Linked DNA regions of Sus scrofa: regions 2 and 3 are each linked to region 1. The links are chromatin contacts, called in public Hi-C and HiChIP or PLAC-seq maps. All regions are on one chromosome and are shown on one strand. The core of a region is the stretch at or near the end of the contact, and the rest is flanking DNA. Distances in the headings are between cores, read along the strand shown. Region 1 holds the start of ATF4 (activating transcription factor 4). Region 2 holds the start of CBX7 (chromobox protein homolog 7). Region 3 holds the start of APOBEC3B (apolipoprotein B mRNA editing enzyme, catalytic polypeptide-like 3F).

The links. Hi-C and Micro-C count contacts between places; a contact is called where the count stands out from the background. HiChIP or PLAC-seq counts read pairs in DNA pulled down with a chosen protein or histone mark.
Region 2: a contact with region 1 is called in an H3K27ac HiChIP or PLAC-seq map of alveolar macrophages. The contact joins the promoter of CBX7 here to the promoter of ATF4 in region 1. A contact is called at or near these places in 1 of 5 promoter capture datasets (fetal liver), 1 of 47 Hi-C or Micro-C datasets (liver) and 1 of 2 datasets of contacts at active chromatin or transcription factors (alveolar macrophages).
Region 3: a Hi-C map of liver shows a contact between it and region 1, with 3 times the contacts expected there. The contact joins the promoter of APOBEC3B here to the promoter of ATF4 in region 1. A contact is called at or near these places in 1 of 47 Hi-C or Micro-C datasets (liver) and 1 of 2 datasets of contacts at active chromatin or transcription factors (alveolar macrophages).

Annotation. Positions count from the first base shown.
Region 1 is chr5:8,743,617-8,746,551 of Sscrofa11.1, reverse strand. ATF4 (activating transcription factor 4) reads left to right here and starts at 1,516. Exons shown (of 4, transcript NM_001123078.1): 1 at 1,516-1,698; 2 at 2,271-2,588; 3 at 2,685-2,935. The coding sequence starts at 2,363.
Region 2 is chr5:9,068,639-9,071,895 of Sscrofa11.1, reverse strand. CBX7 (chromobox protein homolog 7) reads right to left here and starts at 1,584. Exons shown (of 6, transcript XM_013997510.2): 1 at 1,293-1,584. The coding sequence starts at 1,361.
Region 3 is chr5:9,114,402-9,117,380 of Sscrofa11.1, reverse strand. APOBEC3B (apolipoprotein B mRNA editing enzyme, catalytic polypeptide-like 3F) reads left to right here and starts at 1,416. Exons shown (of 8, transcript NM_001097446.1): 1 at 1,416-1,564. The coding sequence starts at 1,485.

The sequences.
Region 1 (2,935 bases), core at 267-2,766:
CAAGACATGTCATGCCTTTAGTCATCAGCTTACCACTGTAAAGAAATGGTTGGGCTAGACTGACTCAAATCAATGAATGGTTAGTTGTTATGTAGGAAGTGCCTGACCAATTTTTGACCTCACTGTCCTCATAGAAATAATATTTGTAGGGCCCACTGAAATGAAGGGGAGTGGAAACTCAAGGTTTCCCTACAGGGCCTGATTGGAGGACTGGAAGATGGTGAAAGAGCTTTCTCCTAGCTCTTGACAGTTCCCCAGTAGAGAGGGCAAGTTACTGGCCCTAACCTGGACTGTGGCCTCCAAACACACAAATTCCCCTAAGTGGGCAGGTCTGATCAAGCACCCAGGCAGTAGGACTTGCTGGGAAGTGGTTATGCCGCGGAGTTACAGAGTTGGTAAATAATTGAAACTACCCTAGAGTGAGAAAGAGCAGCTAAATAAAATACCTCATTTTTAGGGGAAGTGAAACTACATAAACTGAAAGAAGTTCCCCTGTCATAGGTTTCATTCTTTAACATAAAAGGAAACTTGTATTTTAGCAGAATGGATATGTAAAAATACAATTGTTTAGACCACAGGATTATGGATTTCCTCCACTCGACTCGCCTCTACAGAGTTGAGTCAGGACGCAGAGCAGGCCTTTGATGGTAGGTGGATCTCAGCTGAGGTCATCAGTCTCCCCTTCCAGTTACTGAAGGGTTCACACGTCCTCAGTATTCTGCAAGTGTGTGCAAGTGAAAACAGACGAAATAACATTTACTCTTGACTAGTTTCACATTCGGGCCTAAACCCGGTCCCTAGTTCGGAGCTTCTCCAAGGGCGGCAGGAAAGGACCACGAGGATTCGGACCTAACGCCACTATTTGGATCTGGGCCAGGGCTGCCCGGGGCAATCAAGGCCAGCTGGGTGGGCGGGGCTGAGGGAGCCTTTGCAGAGCGGCGCTACGGCGAGCAGGACGCCGGGGCCCGGCGGCGGGAACCTCACCCACCTTCCCGCGCAGATCAGGGGCTCCCTCGCTGAACAACCCGCCCGCCTCGGAGCCTGAGCCAATAGAAACTCGATGTATATATGACTCACCATGCCTAACCAATCATTTCGACGCGCGCTCTCCGCCAGTAGCTCGCGCGATAACCAGGAGACCTCGTACTTCACAATAAAAGCCCTTCTTGGGGTGAAAGACTCGTCTCCGCCTCTCGGGCTAGCACCGGAAGTAGCTGTGCAAGATCCTTCCGCGCATCCCGGCAGCGGACGGTGGTGATCCTTAGATCTCAAAAGCCTTGTAAAGTAGTGCGCCCTTTTTTGAGGCTGTAAATAAAAGTAACTCATTTGGTCCTCACAGTTTCGCCCTCGACATAAAAGTCAGAGACTGGAAATGGTAGGGGCGTCGGTTAAATGAAAGCGCGTGGGTGGGAGGCGCTGGTCACGTGACCTAGGCGGAAGAATATTCTCTGTGATGCGTCCCACAGAGGCAGAGTCTATAAAGGACCCGCGCTCGGCGAACCGCCGCCATTTCTTTTCCTCTCCGCTGTAGATGTAGTCCTTTTCTGCGAGTGGGCGCTTTTCTTCCTCCGCTCCCGCAGGGTCCGCGGCCGCCATGGCGTATTAGAGGCAGCAGTGCCTGCGGCAGCATTGGCCTTTGCAGCGGCGGCAGCAGCACCAGGCTCTGCAGCGGCACCCCCCAGCGGCTTAAGCCATGGCGTAAGTACCGGGGCCCGACGCTCTGGGCCGTGTCCCCCCGGGTCGGTGAAGGGTTCTTGTCTGATGCTGGGGCGCGGTCCGGCGGCGTCGCGGAGGGGGAAGCGGTTTTACGAGCGCCCGGGACGCGTGGCCGCTGATGGGGTGACGCCGAAGCGCCAGCGCCCCTGGGTCGAGAGGCCGCTGCGCTGTTCGGGCGTGGGGCGAAGTCCTCGGTACCTCCGGCCCCGGCCGGGGGGCCGGGGCTCCCCCTGGGGCTCCACGAAACGTGGCAGCAGCCAAGATGGCGGCGGGGCAGGGCGGCGGCCGCGGCGTGAGTCACGGGCGGGCGTGGGCGGGGCCGGACTCGGCCGGGAGGACCGGGCGCCTTCCTCTGGTGGCGGGTCGGGGAACGGCCGGGCGTCCATCTTGCGCCGCCAGGCGGACGCGGGGAAGGTTGGCAGCCGGGGCCAGCGGCCCCCAAGTCTCAACAACCACACGGGGTCGGGATTTGGCCGTCCTGCCCCGGGGGTGGAGAGGCGAAAGGCTCAGACCAGCTGTTCTCTAATGGGGCTTGGTTTCTGGTTCCTGTTAAGGCTTCTCACGGCATTCAGCAGCAGCGTTGCTGTAACCGACAAAGACACCTTCGAATTAAGCACATTCCTCGATTCCATCAAAACTCCGCAACATGGCCGAGATGAGCTTCCTGAGCAGCGAGGTGTTGGTGGGGGACTTGATGTCCCCCTTCGACCCGTCGGGTTTGGGGGCTGAAGAGAGCTTAGGGCTCTTAGACGAATATCTGGAGGTGGCCAAGCACTTCAAACCTCATGGGTTCTCCGGCGACAAAGCTAAGGCGGGCTCCTCCGAATGGCTGGCTGTGGATGGGTTGGTCAGTGCCTCAGACAACAGCAAGGGTGAGTGGGCTTTTCCCTGCCGGTGGGGTCTGGTGATAAAGCCTTGCTGCCGCGTGCATCTGACTCTGGGTTCCGTCCCTCTTAAATCTCTTGCAGAGGATGCTTTCTCCGGGACAGACTGGATGGTGGAGAAAATGGATCTGAAGGAGTTCGACTTCGATGCCCTGTTGGGTATAGATGACCTGGAAACCATGCCAGATGAGCTTTTGGCCACGTTGGATGACACATGTGATCTCTTTGACCCCCCACTCCAGGAGCCCCCGCAGATAGTGAACCCAATTGGCCATCTCCCAGAAAGTTTACCAACAACTGACCAGGTTGCCCCCTTTACGTTCTTGCAAACTCTT
Region 2 (3,257 bases), core at 335-2,834, 330 kb before region 1:
GCATGAGGCTCCTCACTCTATGGCATTACCCCCAGGGGCCGTGGAGAAGTAAGCAGGTAATTGCCGTACCTGCTCTGGCCTCACTGCGTGGAAAGCACTGAGCTTTGTGGAACAGATTAAAATTGAGGAAACTCTGGAGGAAGGGAGAAGGAGAGGCAGCCCGGACTTGAAGACAGAACTCCGCCTCGTTGCAGTTGGGGCAAGAATAGAATGTCACGGCCCACCTTGACTGCCACTCTTAGCCCAAGATGCCAGGACTGGATTTTTTCTCTCCAAAGATGAGTTGGCAATCAGCCAATTGGAGCTCCTGGCTCTACTTTTATCTCTAACTTGCTGTGTGACCTTGACCAGGCTACTTCCCCAGCCCGGGCCTCAGTCTGTGCCTTGGTCAAATACAAGGAGATGAACTCTTTAAGACCTCTTCCTATCCTGCCGCTAGAATTTCCCAAGGGGCTGCGGAGAGGAGATAAGGCAAAAGGATGGTGGTGCGTGCTGGGGACAGGAACTTTCCTCAAACACTTCGTCCCCAGCCTCCAGTCTGGGGCCGGATCACTTTGCAAACGTGTGCACGGCCAAAGTCCAGCCCTGAGGCACAGGGACCAAACCCAGCGGAAGAGATGCCTCCTTAAATTGCAGGGTGTATGTTTTGGAGGCGAAGGCGAAGGGGGAGGAGCTTCGTGGATGCCCCAGCGCTGTAGGCAGCTTCTCGGAGCCCGGCTGGCCTGGCCGGGCGGGGCTGCGAGTTGGGGAGGGGAAGACGGGGGCGTGCACTGGCAGAGGGGAGAGACTCGGAGGTGAGGGTGTGGAAGGAATCGGAAAAGGTCGAAGTCCAGCAGTTAGACTTCAGAGACTAAGAGACGGCTTTTTCCAAAGCTCCGCCTCCAACTTCAAAGGACTTGGCACCAAGAGTCCAGAGTCCTGAGTTCGAGACCCCGATCTGCGTCGAACACACTAGGCAAGCCGTTTCTTCATTTGGGCCTCAGTTTCCCTATATTTAGAATGAGGGGAGGATGAGAAAGGATGACATTCAGGATCCCTACGGTCTGATCCTAATTTCTAGCTCTGGCGAGCTTATCTGCCCCCAGCATCCTGGGGTGACAACTTTTATACTACTAGCCCTACAAGGTAGCGGGGGAAACTGAGGCACGGGTTGGGGATGGGAGCCCGGCAGTGCGGAGCTGCCTGGGCACCCCTGCCCCACTTTCGCCGTCGCCTCCAGCTTGAAGGTGACAGTGCTGAGGACAAGAGGGGACCCCACAGGGGTCCTGGGAGCCGCCCCCGGGCAGCCTCACCTTCCGCACGCGCTTCTTCCGGATGCTCTCTACGGCGAACACCTGCTCGCCGATGGCTGACAGCTCCATGTGGGGCGGCGGGCGAGCGGGCCCGGGGCCTGGCCGGGCCGGGCCGGGGGCGGAGCTGCGGGGCCGCGTCTGCGGCGCGCGATGCTCGGGCCAGCGGGGACCCCGTCACCCTCGCCCGGGCGCGCACGCGCACGCGCACGCGCGCACACCCCCTCGCGCTCCCTCACGCCGCCGACGTTCCATTTTTGAACCTGCGCAACGTTTTCCTCGGCGCGCGCGAGCGAGCGAGCGAGCGCGCGGGGCGGGGGCGGGGGCGGGGCGGGGGCTCGGCTCGCGCTGGGCAGGTCACGCCCCTCCCTCCCTCCCTCCTTCCTGGCTCCGCCCCGCCCCGCCCCCACTGGAGCTCCGCCCCGCCCGACCTGCGGGCTCCGCGCCGCTCGCTGGAGCTGCGGGCTCGCGGGACTTATTTGGTGCAGTCGCTGCTCGGCTCCGAGCTCTTACTACCCGGACGCATTTCCTAAAATCCTCCCGGTGACTCTGAGGGGCCGGAAACGGCATGGCCCGGGTTGGGCAGATGAGGACACCGGCAGAGCGGGGAGACCATGTGCCCCACCTCGCACAAACGACAGGCGGGGTCGCGAAACGGACCCTTGGGGGGCAGGAGGGCGGGGACGGCCAAGGTTTCCCAATGCGTTGGGGCTTCTCCGCACGGTGGTCTTTCTAGATACCGGCTCCTGAGCGGCGTGATTTGGCCAGTCCTGAGCGGGCGCCCGCTTGTCCATTCTTCTGTCGGTCAGCGGGTCTGCCGGTGCTTGTGCTGAGGCTTCGGGATCCCACGCGGCGGCTACTTCGAGGCAATACTTGGCGACGGGTGCAGCCGCGACAGATCTAAGGTGCACAGTGGGACGGAATTTGGTGCCACGCAGCCACGAGTCCCCAGTCACATGCTTTTGGCTTTTGGCACATAAGTAGGTGTTCGACTGTTTCTGGAATGAATGCATCGGGAGGTCCCGAACGAACCGTTTATCCTCACCTCCCCTCTGTTTCCGCTACGGCGCCACCGTTCATCCTAGCTCGGAACCCTAGTCATCCTTGCCTCTCTGATTCCCAACTCCTGCTGCAATGACCCCAAGTCCCGCCTCTCTGATCTCCTCCCCTCCACACCCCATGTCCGTTCTCTGGGCAACCTTCTCACTGCCCACCCCTCCGAGCCGCCCGTGTCCACACAGTGCCAGAGGGTGCTTTCTGAAGTGCAGATCTGACGGAGTGCTCCGAGTGCTTAGAAACCTTCCGTGGCCCCCCTGTTGCCCTCTGTCTGGAAAAAACGCCTCTGTCTGGAAACAAAGAAATAGGTTTACACTGACTTTTTATCAGGAGCAGCGGAAGCCAGTGGGAAGGTGGTAGAATGATATATTCAGAGCCCTGACAGAAAATAAGCATCATCGTCGAAATTCAGTGAAATTTTATTTCAAAATTTAAGCACCCAGTGAAAACATCTTTCTAGAACAAAGTGTAATCATAACATTCATAGATACGAAAACCAAGACCTTGCCACCAGGAGACCCTCCCTAAAGGAAATTCCAACGGAGGAACTTCAGGCAGGAGGAAGATGATCACAGACAAAAGTCTGCTGCAATAGGGAATAAAGAACAATAAGGAACATGGATAGTATGTCATGATAACAATGTCTTCTGGATAAAAATAGAATCAAAATACACAAAACAATGACATATAACTTGGCTGAATGGATTAAAGTGTTCCAAGATCGTTTCATTCTTCAGGAGAAAAATGAAAATGGATCTCAGATAGACTTGGATGAGATAAGATTGAGTTCGATAAATAGATATTAAATGGACTTGGACACCTAGCAAAGTGTCCTTACCAGGGCAAACACAAAGAATGGAAATGCCGTGTAAAATATTTAGCCAAATTACTAGAGGAGGGAAACAGAATGAG
Region 3 (2,979 bases), core at 167-2,666, 370 kb before region 1:
TTCTCTCTATATGAATGGAAAAGTGTACCTTGAAAGGTCAGCAGCTGGAGAAGGGGCTATCACACCTGTTTCAGGCTCCAGGCAATGTTCTTTGACAAAGGGGCAGAGCCAGCATGACTAGGTACAGGCAACCGACAGCAAGGGTAAGCACTAAAGGAAACAGAGCCAGTATGGAGTCAGGTTTGTTCTCCTCTGTTATAGCCCTAACCCCCAGGGTAACGGAATTTGAAGGGGAGGCATCTGGGATTTTTACCGGAAAGATGTTGCCGGAATCCAAGTTCCTATTCATGGAGCCGAAGAATGAACTTCACGAACATACAGGGCAGTAAGCAAGCAAAAGTCTTTATTACAAGAAAGCAAATAGCTCCCAGCACAGACACTGGGAAGGGGAGGAAGAGTCCCCCTTTCTTTCATTCTATGGAGGTTTTCATTTCTTAAGGACGGGGGTAGGTACCAACGTGGGGGCCAGATATCAGCTCTTTTGCCCCTTGGCCTTGCCCAGTTTACCTACATCCGTCCTATGTCCAATAGGGATCTTAGAGGTGCACTTGCCATGTAAGTGTTGTGGTTGCTTTTGCTCTTCTTTCCCCTAGACTCGGAGTCACCACTCATCACACTCTTTTGCTGACCGTCAAAGGTATAGGTCAGGGGTTACTTCCCATCTTGATGTAGAGCAAACTTTCAAGAGTTAATCTTCCAACAAGCAAGGCCCGTTTGTCTTGCTGAGTTTTTACAAATCTTAAACCATGGCCATCCGTCAGGGAATATATCGAAGCCCACGTTCCTACACGAACGACCTGAATTATTATTCGGCCTCAGAGGGTCAGGTTTAGATGAGGTCATGAGGCTGAGACCCTCCGCCCTCCATGGGGGAAGAGTGTCCTTGTAAAGAGAACCTTCTGGCAAGCACACCCTCTCTGCCCCAGGAAGGCTGTGGGGACTCTTGCAGAGGACCAAGCGCAGAAGTAAGAATGCAAAGCACATCTGCCCCCTTACTTCCGGCTGTGCCAGGAGAAAGCGAGGCGTCCTGACCCCGGGGTCCACGCTTTCTCATCACCTCCATTCATTCAACAGGCAGGTACAGAGCAAAGAATTGGGTGCAGATTTGGGCTGGGCGCAGGAGGTGGGGGTGCTGAGAGGGCTCCAGCCTGCCCCACTGCCAGTGGGAGCCAGCCTCTGTCCCCCGCTCTTTGCAGCCAGGGGCTGTCCATCCTCCCCTCTTCCTCTGGCATCTTTACTTTCTCTTTCCCTTTGTGTAACATTGGGTCCTGCTGCTCGGAGGGGCCCCGGCTGCATCAGAGGCTGAGCTCTGCCAAGAGGGAGGGCCCAAGAGAAGGTGGGTCTGAGCCTGAGGAAGCAAACCACCCTGGGGCCCTCCCACCCCTGGTGCCAAAGCAGGAAGGAGGTGGGGCCTCCGCTGAGACGGCCTGGGAGGTCACTCTCAGATAAGGGGCTCTTCCTACACTGGAGCCCTGGGGGAGGAAATGGATCCTCAGCGCCTGAGACAATGGCCAGGGCCGGGACCAGCCAGCCGAGGAGGCTACGGCCAGAGGCCCAGGATCAGGTACCGCCACCCGCCCACGCTGTCCCACGAGGCCCCCCTCTCTGCAGCCCTTTCTAGGGCTGTGCCTCTGTCCTCGGCCTCCTCATCCCCAGAGCCCCGGCATTCCCAGCCTCTTTCCGTTCCCTCTCTGGGCTCCTTCTCTGCAGGGCCCACTCCCTTCTGGGGTCTTTGCCCTCTTCTGGGGGGGGGAGGGTGCCCCCACTCTGGCTTCCAAACTGGCCCCTCCTACACCTCCACCCAGCCCCGAGGGTCCTCCTGCCCTGCCCTCGGTCTGAAAGTCTGTCTGTGGGGCTGGATGGTCCCCTCCCTGCCTCTGGGGGTCTGCACCCCCTATTGGTCGGAAATATCTGTGCTGTCTTAATGCTTAGAATTTGGCTAAGGGAGGATGGAAGCCGTGGGTGAATTTTGTTCAAAGCACTTTGATGGATCTTCTGTAGCATTTAAACAGAGAGACTAGTTCTCTGAGGCAAGAAGATAAATCATGTCTTCCAAGAATATCTCCACAGTGAGCAGCAAAATAAATGCCGACTCTTCACAAATCTGGCCCAACCTAGGTGACCACGCTTCAGGTTTATAACCAAACCATGAATGGGGAACTTGGAGGAAAGATGGGGAGAAACCCCTCTGTTTTAAAATTAAGTAGGAGGGAGTTCCCATTGCGACTCAGCGGGTTGTGAACCCAACTAGTATCCATGAGGATGCAGGTTTGATCCCTGGCCTCACTCAGTGGGTTAAGGATCTGGCATCACCGTGAGCTGTGGTGTGGGTCGCAGATGTGGCTCAGAGCCCTGTTGCTGTGGCTGTGGTGTAGGCCGGCAGCTATAGCTCCGATTCGACCCCTAGCCTGGGAACCTCCATGTATCACAGGAGCAACCCTAAAAAGAAAAGAAAAAAAAAAAATTGAGAAAGAAAACCACCTCCAAGGCTGTCCACAGCTGCAAGGTCACATCATGGAAAACCTGGAAATGGCCTTGCCCTGTCAGGGGACCCAGGTCCATCATTTACTGCTCTTAGAGAAGGGCAGGCTCCTTGCCTCTCTGTGTTGCTGTTTCCTCCTCTATAAAGTGGGCATGGCTCCCGCAGGATTTGGGGAGGAGGAGATAGTTCAGATACAAACACTTGGGACACTAGCCGGAGCCTGTGAATGTAGGTGTTAAGCTGACATTAAAAAAAAAAACCAGAAAAACAAAAAAAACCCAAGGAGTTCCCACTGTGGCACAAGGGAATTGACAGTGTCTTGGGAGCGCTGGGACGCAGGTTCAATCCCCAGTTACCTGGCACACTGGGTTAAGGATCCAGCATTGCCATGGTGGTGACTTAGGTTGCAACTGTGGCTGGGATCTGATCTCTGGCCTGGGACTCCATATGCTACAGGGTGGCCAAAAAAGAGAAATAAATAATTAATTAATTAATTA